2 separate regions of the Mus musculus genome follow, and region 2 is linked to region 1. Evidence: chromatin contacts called from public promoter capture Hi-C data. All regions are on one chromosome and are shown on one strand. The core of a region is the stretch at or near the end of the contact, and the rest is flanking DNA. Distances in the headings are between cores, read along the strand shown.

The links. Capture Hi-C pulls out chosen DNA fragments and counts their contacts.
Region 2: a contact with region 1 is called in a promoter capture Hi-C map of pancreatic islet. The contact joins the promoter of 4933407L21Rik here to the promoter of 9930111H07Rik in region 1. A contact is called at or near these places in 5 of 39 promoter capture datasets (the 3T3-L1 cell line, the HPC-7 cell line, embryonic stem cells and 2 more), 1 of 484 Hi-C or Micro-C datasets (nephron progenitors) and 2 of 9 other capture datasets (adipose tissue and pancreatic islet).

Annotation. Positions count from the first base shown.
Region 1 is chr1:85,770,910-85,777,057 of GRCm38.p6, reverse strand. 9930111H07Rik (RIKEN cDNA 9930111H07 gene) reads right to left here and starts at 1,787. Exons shown (of 4, transcript NR_108086.1): 1 at 1,739-1,787.
Region 2 is chr1:85,925,943-85,932,107 of GRCm38.p6, reverse strand. 4933407L21Rik (RIKEN cDNA 4933407L21 gene) reads right to left here and starts at 3,625. Exons shown (of 3, transcript NR_037692.1): 1 at 3,016-3,625; 2 at 1,572-1,637; 3 at 352-823.

The DNA of each region.
Region 1 (6,148 bases), core at 538-3,037:
ACCCAAGCTGGGTGTGGTGGCGCACGCCTTTAATCCCAGCACTCGGGAGGCAGAGGCAGGTGGATTTCTGAGTTCGAGGCCAGCCTGGTCTACAGAGTGAGTTCCAGGACAGCCAGGGCTATACAGAGAAACCCTGTCTCAAAAAAACAAAACAAAACAAAACAAAACAAAACAAAACAAAACCCCAAACAAACAAAAACGAAAGTGAGACCTAAGCCAGGCCATGGAGGCACACGCCTTTAATCCCAGCCCTTGGGAGGCAGAGGCAGGTGGATTTGAGGCCAGTCTGGTCTACAAAGTGAGTTCCAAGATAGCTAGGGTGATACAAAGAAACCCTGTCTTGAACCCCCCCACTCCCCCCCCAAAAAAAAAACCCGAAAGTGGGACCTAGTGGGAAGGAAATGCGGTCATTGAGGTCAGAACTCCAATAAGCCTTTCCTTTTTTTACATTGACTTTTCTCAAATATTTTGTCATAGCAGCAGGGAGCTAACGTAGGCATGAGGGTTGGTCTTGATTGTCAAAGGAATTTAGAATGACAAGAATATACATCTCTGGGCGTGTCTAAAGGGTACCTCCAGGGAGGGATGACTGAAGGGGAGACCAACTCTCAACACAGGTGGCACCTTCCAGTGGGCGGCTCTGCTATAGAGTTCTGAGGAAAACGCAGTGGGCGTCGCTTGCCATTACAGCTTCCAGAGTGCGCTTGTGTTTATCCCTGCTGCTGCTGCTGCCGCTGCCGCTGCTGCCGCTGCTCTCCTCAGCTGGTGCCAGATACCAGCTTCTTCAGCCTTTCCATGAAGACTCTATGCCAGCTACTCTTCAGGGAGCAGGGCTGTCAAGGCATCTAACCTCCCAGACTGAGAAGTTGCTGGGCTTTGAGTCTCTCCAGTGCGCAGACAGTTAGTGCTGTCTTCCTAGTCCTTATTCTGTAGGTTGAGCTCATAAACTATCTTTTAAGTTGGGCACAGTGGCGCATGCCTGCAGTCCTCGAGCTGGGAAGCAGAGGTAGGAGGGTCCCCGCGTCTCACTGACTGTCTGATTTAAACCTAGTCAACGAGCTCAGGATTTGGTGAGACGCCCTGTCTCAAAAAATTAAGATAGGAATAGAGGAAACCATTTCTTGAAAAACAAAAACAAACAAACAAACAAAAGAAGGAAGGAAGGAAGAAAAAGAAAGAAGAACAACAAACAAACCAGCCAACCTTGTGTTTGTGGTACAAGTAGTCTGTCCATTTGTTAAGGGTATGTTTTGGGGGAATGCATACATACAGACGAACGTACATGAGAGAGAGCATGATGACAGAGCATGATGAAGCGCACAGCACGTAGACGTAGACAGACAGCGCACCAGTCTGGGCCAAAAGTGCTTGCTGGGCTAGTCAGGAAAGCAAAGGGAGGCAAGCCTTCATTAGCCCGCATCTTCTGCTCAGTTTTTTCCCCACTGAGAAGAAAACCTGAGAGACAATGATTTGAGTCTTCCAAGTGGGAGAAGCCCCACGACAGGCACACCTGACCTCTGCTGCCATACACAGTGACCCACCTTCTAAAAGAAGGTGGTCCAGGGATCAGGGCCGCGCAGGGAATGGGAGGGAGACATCAAGCCTCGGTGCTCAAGCGGCAGCTGTGGCTTGGAGTCCAGCCACCTCATGATTAAGCTATAGTGGAAGAGAGCCCAGGGAAGCTGCCAGCTTCTGTGATTTAGCCCTGATGCTTCCAGAAAAGATTGTTCAGACCTACCTGGAGGTGCAGGCAGGCTCTCTCTAGTCCAGGCCTGGGCTGGGAAGTCAACATGCGATGGATGACTCATGCCTGGCCTGACGCAGTGAGGATACAGAGGACTTGGCCTGTCCTTGCCAGCAGGGCATAAGAAGGAACCGCAATGTCTCCAGCTATTTTAGGCCCAATGCAGAAGATGTTATTTGTATTGTCACAGTGTCCGAGGAGACAGTACGTTACAGTATGCAAGGGACAGAGAGTATGCTGGAGGTGGCCCGGAACAAAGCCTTCAAAAGGAAACTTGACTTCAATCAGGCTGGGAAGTTATATGTTCAATGTCAGCACAACTTCCTCAAAGCCCAGAGCCCCCAACCATAACCATCCTACACCGACTACACATTTTCCACGATCCCTAGGGTTGTTACAACAAATTCCCAGCCATTTCTGAAATCAGCCTAGAGAGAGAATGACTGTTCAAGAAACGAGCTACAGATTAAAAGAGGTAAAAATTGCTTTCGTGCAGTGTAAAGTGCTAACAGTGTAGCATCTTCATTAACGTTACAGTCGGGCTTTATATCCCAGTTGGTCACCGGTGTGGATTGGCCCAGACTTATTTTATGATGATTACACCATAAATCACCCCCAGAGTGCAAAGCTAGATTATAACTAGACGAGACACTTAAAAAACAAACCAACAACATAAAATCCCCATGAATTCACCAATGAGCATTGTGTGCCCTGGTTAAAATTACCAAGCAAATTAGCCCTAATAGCATGAATGTTTCTAATTAATATTTCACTAAAAGAACTAAGTTTCGAACTCAGCGATTCAAATGAAGTTCTAGTACCGATTTCTCTAACAAAATTCTCTACAGGAATCTTGATCGAAATAAAAGACACATTATATCATAGATATTTATAAACCCGTGAGTAATTGCAGAGCTATCGTCTGCTTCGTATTTTGTAATAGGGTCACATGTAGCCCGAGCTGGCCTTGAACTTGCTCTATAGCTGAGAATGACTTTGAATTTTTGATCCTCCTGCCTCCACCTCCCAGATGCTATGATCACCATCGTTCGCTACTGTGCTCACCTTTTGCCAAGCTATTTTATGATAAAAATATCTGGTACTGCATTTTCATATTATCTGGGTTTTCCGACTGTAAGACTTTCACTCAGCTTTGAATTTCTACTTAGCAGAATTAAGCACCCTGAGTCGAATCCTATGTGGAGCTGCATGCAAAACCAAGCAATTTCACATTTGATTTATCCCGCCATAAAGGTAACGCATAATGGAAAACTCTACCGCTAAGAAATACATTGATATTTCCCATCCCAGAAAATAATGAACACTCTGGATCATACTTGCATGAGTTTTGCCTAAGCTTATTTATCTAGATATTTGTACTCCCTTCCTTATTCTTATAATGGCCTCTAAAAAGTAACAAGCATTTGACATTGATCACCAGAAGTCCTCTAGACCTCTGCAGATCCGATTTCTTAAGAGTTGTTTTAAAGTTACACTTATTTATTTTAATGTGTTGGGGTGTGCTGGTACCAAGTCAGATGGGTGGAGGTCAGAGGACAACCTTAGGGTATCACTTCTCTCTGCTATTCATCTGAATCTTGACGACTGATTTCAATTGTTAGGCATGACTGGAAATACCCACTGAGCCATACAATACTTTTAAAAGTTTAATTTTTTTTTGAGGCCGGGTCTCACGATGTAGCCTTGGCTGGCCTGAATTTACAGAATTCTACCCGTCTCTGCCTCTGGAGGGCTGGAATTAAAGGGTGTGCCATCATACATGGCCTCAAAAAAAAAAAATCCAACCACTTTTATAAACAGTACATATTAAATATATTTTTAGAGCCAAATCAGACTTTCAAATATTGAAGTCAAGAGTTTATACCAATATTCTCACATTCCTAACAAATTTACAGCAAAATTGGAATAATTCAAAGTGAACAGAGGACTTGTGATAGTGCCTGGTGAGGAGATGTTAAGGCTCAGGATAAGGTTAAGCTTTCAGATAGTTTAAAGCTGTCTATCTGCATCAGGCATGGTGGCACACACCTTTAATCTCAGCACTTGGGAGGCAGAGGCAGGCGGATTTCTGAGTTCGAGGCCAGCCTGGTCTACAGAGTGAGTTCCAGGACAGCCAGGGCTACACAGAGAAACTGTCTTGAAAAAAAAAAAAGCTGTCTATCTATCTATCTATCTATCTATCTATCTATCTATCTATCTATCTATCTATCTATCATCTATATCTATATGTATATATGCACATATATGTTTTGAAAACATTTCACACAATATATTTTGACCATGCTTTCCACCCAGTTCCTCCCCATTAATCTACTCACCCAACTGTTTTTTACTATTTCTTTAAAACAAACAAAAACAACAGTAAAACAAGAAACACACAAACTCCTCACAAGAACACAAAAAATGGAAACTGAAATAAATAAACCAAAGGCCAATAAGAAAAAAAAAAAAGGCAAAAAGTCTACAAAACTACAGCTGTGGTTCAGGTAGGCACTAAAAACATTTTACTGGAATTTCGTTTCATTTTGTTTTGTTTTGTTTTTGAGACAGGGTCTCTCTGTATAGCCCTGGTTTTCCTAGAACTTACTCTGTTGACAAGGCTGGTCTCAGACTCAGAGATCTGTTTGGCTTTCCCTGTGAGTGCTAGGATTAAAGGTGTGTGCCACTATGACCTGCTTTGTAGTCTAAATCATCTATTTGCCTGCCTGTCTGCCTCCTATTGGTCTATCTATCTATCTATCTATCTATCTATCTATCTATCTATCTTCTATGTATTTATTTCTTTTGTTTTTTGAGACAGGGTTTCTCTTGTATCTCTGGCTGTCCTGGAACTCACTCTGTAGACCAGGCTGGCCTTGAACTCAAGAGATCTACCTGTCTCTGCTTCCCTAATGCTGGGATTAAAGGCATGAGTCAGCACTGCCCAGCTGCAGTCTCAATCTTAATGACTATATTTCTTTTCTCTTTTATTTTTGCACTAATCAGCAGCCTCCGCATTTCCAAATTAAAACATAAAGAAAGGGGTTTAGAGACTCGGCTTCCAACTCTACAATGCTAAGAATGCATAGTCTAACAATTCTTTCACATCCCCAACCCTCTGGGGCTAAGAATATTTCTTCTGGCTCCTCTCCTCTGCTCTTGGCAGAGGCATCCAGAAACCTCGTCTGACTCATCTGTACTTCTGCAGGCTTGGAGCTAACAGCCCTGACCTTCCCTTACCAGTCAAAGGTCCAACAAGGTGACAGAATACTACTCACCTTTAGTGTTTCCTTCTGTTTCTCTCTGAGAGACTCTCTCTCCATGAGTCTCTGTCCAATCACTCCCTCTATTTTTCTGTCTCTGGGCTCTGTCCACTAGTCCATTTTCTCACTCCACCTGGCGAGGGAGCACACTTCACTCTTACAAGGAAACATCCAAGGTCCAGAATGACAGCTGTACAGAGTCTGAGGGAGACTCTCATCTAACAACTAACATCCAACAACTCACAATTACTTTAAGGATTTTTGTCTACATACTTTATTATTTACTTACGTGTTTTTGAGTGGGTTTGTGAGCCTGTATGACGGTGCCCAAGGAGACCAGATATGCCTTGGATACTCTGGACCTGGAGTGACCAGCGGTTCTGAGAGGCTCAGTGTGGGTGCTGGGAATGAAACCAGGTCCTCTGCAGGCAGCAAGTGACCCCAGTTGATCATTGGGCAATCTGTTTTGACTAGAGATGGTGGTGGTTGTTTTGTTTTTGTTTTTTTAATTTTAGTTCCTAGATCCCAAAATTTAGGAATTCAAGCCACAGATCTTGATGAGCCACAGTGTGTATGCATGTTCGATGTTAAGTGTCTCTTTACTTGTATTATTTCTGGTCCTAAAACAAGAGAAAAGCTGGGTTTAATGGAACCCAGACTCGCCAGGTTGGGGAAAGGGGGATTGGGCGCATGTGCGCACGCACGCACGCACGCACGCACGCACGCACGCACGCACGCACGCACGCACGATGAAAACAAAAACAAGACAACAACTCTGAAACTCATGGACTGCTTCTCTGGCTTCCCCGCAAACATTGTGTCACTGGCAGACCACCAAGTTCCTCAAGATGATGTGTGCCCCTCAGGGCTGGATCCTGCCCTGTCCGCATGTTCATTGCCAGTTTGGTCACTCAGGACCTGAAGCCTCACCCCGCTGAGTTCTTCTAAAGCAGTGGAATCTCCCTCCTACTCCTCTGCCTGGTTCTCAGTCGCGCTCAGTTCCCACCTCAGGTGCTGCCTCAGAGAGGACGCTTACCTCAAGGGCATCTTTGAGAACGTTCTTGAAGATAAGAACTGTGGGACCCTATCTGGATATCTTATATCCCCAGCACAATGCCTGAAGCAGAGGGAACAGGCTCTG
Region 2 (6,165 bases), core at 2,376-4,875, 150 kb before region 1:
CACACACACACACACAGAGAGAGAGAGAGAGAGAGAGAGAGAGAGAGAGAGAATTAAATGATCTATGTTGATTGCTGAATGAATGTAGGTGCATACCAGGTCTCTGTGCCCTCGTCCAATGTCTCTACTCAAGATCCTCTTGGATGTCCCCAGAGGCCCCGAGCTACCCCAGATAGGTACTCTGCACCCCAACAGAGGTCAACATAACCTAACCCGGACCTGGTTTGGATACTTTTCTCATCTAGTTCACCTTATTTACCTCTTCTGTGCTGCAGAGCCGAAAGTGCCAGCGCTTGTGTACCAAGCCAGTGTCTTCTGATATAGGCAGTGGGAATAAATGACTCAGGCCGGTTGGAGGGACCTCAGCAGAGCTAAGACTGAGACAGGTTTATTTCAAGCAGTGAGACATTTTACATGCTCCTCATGATAGGCTATAAGGGTGGCACCCAAGCCTGATAGGGCATACAAGAGTAACGTCTAAGATTATATGTTCAGCCAAGTTCTGTATGTATGCTTCATTTACCTCTAAGGAACACCAAGACACAAAGGTAGCCTGTTTGCCTCACTGCCTGAGAGGGTGCCTCAGGTTTTCGGGAACTGAAAGGCACATTGAGTACCCCAGGAGTCATAATGCATGCCTCTCAAGGCAGCCAGCGCACAGAACAGGCCTACTTCCCAAGCTAGAAATGGTAGCTGCTCATCATCTCTCTCGAGGTCTTGCAGGATCCTCTCAGCTGTGCATGCCTGGCACAGGTTGGCTGCCAAGCAACAGCTCCAGGCCTCACTTCCAACCAGAAGGCATGGGAGGCTCAGCTCCCAGATCCTGGCAACAGATGACAACAGGGAATGGGTCTTGTCCCAAGCCTCTCACTTCTGTGTGTGGGCAGCCGTCACAGTAGGAGTGGGGAGAGATAGACCCACATGCACCGGTTACCAGGAAGATCACAGTTTTCTTAAGGTTAAAATAACACCTCTAACCCCCCCAACAGCATTGGAGAGGGCTCTGTGGCTGACAGTGCCATTGCTACATGGGGACCCAAGGCAGGGGGCTACATCTCTCTCCCTGAGCTGAGTGGGGAAGCCATGGAAGCCACTGCTGACTCAAACAGTGCCTCAGAATAATAAAGAGACAGATGTCAAGTTGCTAGTGACAAGTTGAGATTTGTGTGTGTGTGTGTGTACGTATACATATATTTGACAAAACTCTGGGCCAATGAGGTCCTGTTTCAAACACAAAGTGATAGGTACCTTAGGACCCACACACAAGGTTGTCCTCTGATATTCACATGTGCATTGTATATGTGTACACCTGCACACACATGTGCTTCCATATACATGACAAACACCCCTTCCCCCCCAACAGTGTTTTATGAACCAGGTTTGGTGGCACATACCTGTAATTCCAGCACTTGTGAGGCAGAGACAGGAGGGTCAGAAGTTCAAGGGCATCCTTGGCTACATAGTGAGTTCAGGGCAGCTCCGTTTACTTGAAACCCCATCACACACACACAAAAAATATCAAGGAAAGCATTCCACAAATGTGAGAATAAACCAGGCATGGTGGTCCTCACCTGTAATCTCGGTGCTCTGAAGATGCAACAAGAGGATCACTACAAGTTGCAAGCCAGCCTGATAATCTGTCTCAAAACAAAACAGCACAAAGTGACGCTGGAAGACAGTCACATTTCCAACTTTGTGTATTAGTTACTGTCTCTGGAATTAAAATATTTCTTTAAGGGCCAGTACATTCTCTTCTCCACAAGGCATCTAAACAATTGCCTGCACTTCCGTAATAATTTGTGTAGTCCAGTTAGATCTTCTCATTTGGAAAGAGTATTGTGTGTATTCATCTTCTCTAAAAACAAATGTATTTTTGTTTTGTGTATGAGTGTTTTGCCTGCATATATGACTGTGTACCACCACAAGTGTGTAGTGTCCATGGGGGCCAGAAGAGGCATCAGATTCCCTGAATGAAACTGGAGCTAACAGGTTGTTATCCACCCTGTGGGAGCTGGGGACCACGCCTGGATCTTCTTCTGCAAGAGTATTCAGTGTTCTTAGCTGCTGAGCCATCTCCCTAGGCCAGCATTCATCTTCCTAATGATCAAGTAAGAACACCCTCATTACTTAGTGCTGGACATATCTGGTACTTGTCCTGGTACCTAGAAGAGCTTAGATCTGAGCAGGTGAGGCAAATCCATATTCTTCTAATGAGCGATGGATGCGATGATAGAGTGCGTATGGATTTTAGTCAGGATTTTACCACTGTGAGCAGATACCTGTGAGAAACCCGAGGTAGGAAGGATTTCCTTCAGCTCACAGTTTTAGTGGACTCTGCGGTCCCTACGTGGAGCAGCACAAAAGCCGTCAAAGCAGCTGCAGGCCCCTCCTTCCAGCCAAGCCTATGGCTGCAGCAGTAAAATGTCTAAAATGGCGGCACCACCCACCACATCTCAATCTGCATACCTCACAGGAGCTGTCCACAGTGGCAGCACCTCCTCTCCAGCCTCCCTCAAGCAACGCCACAGAGGATGGTGCCTCAGCAAAACCAGCTGCAGCCGGGAAGGAATTCCTACACTAACTCATGGGCCTGATGCAGAAAGACCCACCAGTCCCTGAGCTTCCCCCCAAAACCCACCAATCCCTGAGCACAAAACTCCACCAATCCCTGAACAGGAAAACCCATCAATCTCTGAGCTTCCCAAACTCGGGGCTTGAAATCCCACCAATCCTCAGTCTGGAAATCTCTGCCCTGAAAAGCTCTGCCCCTTAAGAAATCCTAGAGAAGGCCTGCCCTTTATCCAATTTCCGGCTGCCCACTTCTGAGAGCAGAGAAGGCAGCCATCCCTGGATTCATCCCTCCACACCCTGGACCTTTCAATAAATCTCGTTCATGAGATTTTTCTGCCTGCTGTGACTCTCTCATCAGAAGAGGACAAGAAAAGAAGCTCTGAAGAGAAAAGAAGAAGCAAAGATGGAGCTGGGCTGAGGCCTCAGCTCGGCTGGGATACTCACCCTGGGGAGCTGCAACACCTCTGCTGAGGAGGCTTTCTCTCTCTCAGAGCTGTGTGGTTCCTGGGCTCCTGTGTCTCACTGGGATGCATCCTCCCCTCAGAGCTGTGTGGTTCCTGGGCTTCCGAGTCCCCGGATGCCCGTCCAACAGAGCAGAAACACTTAGAGGTTCATTTCATGGTGGCTTGACTGTGCGGCAGTACATCACAGTACTGGGACAGGTGTGGAGGAAGCTGTTTCCTTCTTGGCAGACAGGAAGTAAAAATGTAACTAGAGACTAGAACCTTGGTGTTTCCCTTCAGTGACCTAGTTCCTCTGACTAGGGCCTACCTCCTAAACATTCCAGAGCCTCCTCCAAACAGCTTTACCAGATGAGGACCAAGTGCTCCCCAGATCTTGTAGGGAATTTTATATTCAAACCATAATAGTATGGCATCTTCCAGAGACAGTATCTAGGATAACGTCCCTCCTCCCTCTCTGTGCAGGACACAAAGGCCCAAAGCTAGGGACCCTCACCCCACACTGTGCCTTTGGATGCTTTCTGCCAAGAAAGAGGCTGAGGGAGGCCTAAGGCTGTTGGAAACACCCCAAGGCAGAGGCAGTAAGCAGTACTGGTTGCCTAGCAACTGCTTTGCAACTGCAAGCTGCTCCAGGCCCCCAGGAGGAGCCCCTAGTTACTTGATTTAGCTCCAACTGGATCCTCTTGCAGGCAACAAAGAATCCTACTGTTAATTAAAGATGAAATGACATTTCGATGGTGAGAATGGCTACGAAAAAAGAGGAAAGAGCTGGGGCCATAGGGCATGGGTAAGAATTTTCTCCTACCAGAGAAACAGAGCAGAGGAGAGGCCAGCTGTAGGGCCAGACCTCATCCACAAAACCCCAGAATGACAGGTATCAGCCCTTCCTGACAATTTCATCTCAATGTCTTAGAAACCCTGCAATAGGAATCTACTTGGCTGATAACTCTGAGATGTTACCGACTGCCTTGGGGACAAGTACAGATCTGTCCCCTTCCTGTGGTGGGGACTCACTGAAATACAAAAGGATTTGAAGGTCCTGTACACAGACATCAAAAGCAGGCCAGTGGTCCATACCTGGGTGGGAAGGAACAGGGATGCTGCTGTGTGCATGTAAGGGTTTGGTGGGTAGCACTGAGGGAAGGTTTCATCCATACATGTCTACTGCAGAGGGTTCCTGACCCAGATGTGAGCACCTGGCCACTGTCACTTAAAGGGCTAAGAAATGAAGGAGATGTTCCTCGCACAGTTCCCAGGGGATTCTCCCATGTCACCATCCCTGGGTCTCTCTGGGGGGCCCATCCTGTGTGCTTCTGGTACTCTTCCCACAGGGTAGTAGGGTGCTTGAGCAGTTTTGTTGACAGGAAACCCTCACCCACATTTCTTGGATAAAAAGCAGGTTTTGGACAGAGACTGATGGTGGTGATAGCCTTATAACTTAACAAGTTTGCTGGAAATGATTGTTTTACACAAGAAAGAAAGGAAATATTTTTTTTCCTGTGAGGATGTACGGTCATCACTCAGAACAATGGAGGTTCCACTCTCTTACAGGAATTAACATGGTATTTGTATAGGACCCATTTTCACGTGCCACATACTCTAAGGGTATTATTATATTAATAATTATTATTATTAGTAGTATTTTATATATATATATATGTATATATATATATATATATATATATATATATATATATATATATATGAAGTGAATGTGTTCAGGACTCATGCTACCACATACGTGTGGAGGTCACAGGACAGACAGCTTTGTAGAGTCAGTTTTCTTCTTCTACCTTTCCATTGGTTCTGAGAACCAAACTCAAGTCCCCAAGCTTGTGTGGCAAGCACCATTATCTGCTGAGTGCACCCCCCATATACTTTAAATCATCTTTATGTTACTTAAGATGACATGATACCATATAAATGTTAAATAAACAGCTTGTGCCCGGTTGGGAACAATGGCAAGAAAAACTTCTGCAGGTGTTCTTTACAAATGCATTTCCCCAGATATTTTCAGTCCTATTGATTGGCTCCTCAGATATGGCAACTATAAATATAGAAGACCAACTATATATGGGAAGAGAGAAAACAGGACACCCTGTTCCAAGGTAAGGCTGTCTGGGGCCATAGCCAAACCTCCCTGGGCTGGGCCTCATGGGACCTGGAAAGTGGACTAGGGATTGAAAAGGCTAGAAGGCTCCAGAAAACCTCATGGTGCGTCAGACCCTTCCAGCCCTTCAGACACTGTTCTGGTCAGCTGCCGTTGTCTCTGCTGGTTTATCCACTAATGTCAATTGTTGGATCGGCCAGCTACCACAGATCAGGGAAGCTGGGGACATATAAAATACCACAAGGCCACCTACTGAGCTTCAGCAGGGGCCTGACCGGTATCCTGAGGTCTTGTTTGTGTGTTTCCAACTCTGCTCTAAGCCATTGCCCATAAAGCCATATTGGTACATGGCCACAACTACCCACGCTGTCTGTGGTTGCCTTAGAGGCAACAACAATAGATTTAGGGGGTTTCAACCTACCGTAAGCTTCACAACATCTCAAATGATTATATTCTGGTTCTTTGAAAGGATCTTCCAACTCAAAAGTTTTTACAGGCAGAGACCCTGGAAGTTCAAAACTTCACAGAACACTTGACACATAGTAGGAGCTAAATAATCCATGTTGCCTGGCTATGAAGCTGGACCTTGGTGGAATCTATACAGTCTGTGCCTTCACTTTGGAAGGGGGATCCTCCATGGTAGCACTTACCTCATAACTCTGCCCACTGAACACAGCCAATTTCTTGGTTGCATTTCTGGTTGCTGAGATAGAAGTGGCTCGTGGTCAAAGAGGATACAGTCCTTTATGGTGGGGTAATCATACTGTATAGTGTTAGAATCAGTTCCCGTCTGTGGCCAGGACATAGTAGGGAGCATGAAGCATCCAGCTTCTTTATATTTCCATGGATCAAGGAGTAGAAAGCTAAGCTGGGTGGCACATGCATTTAATTCCTGCACTTGGGAGGCAGAAGCAGGCAGCTCTGTGAGTTCAAGGTCAAGTCTGGTTTACATAGTAAGATCCAGACCAGCTGTGCCTACATATTGAGAGACTGTCTCAAATAAACAAACAAACAAATAAAACA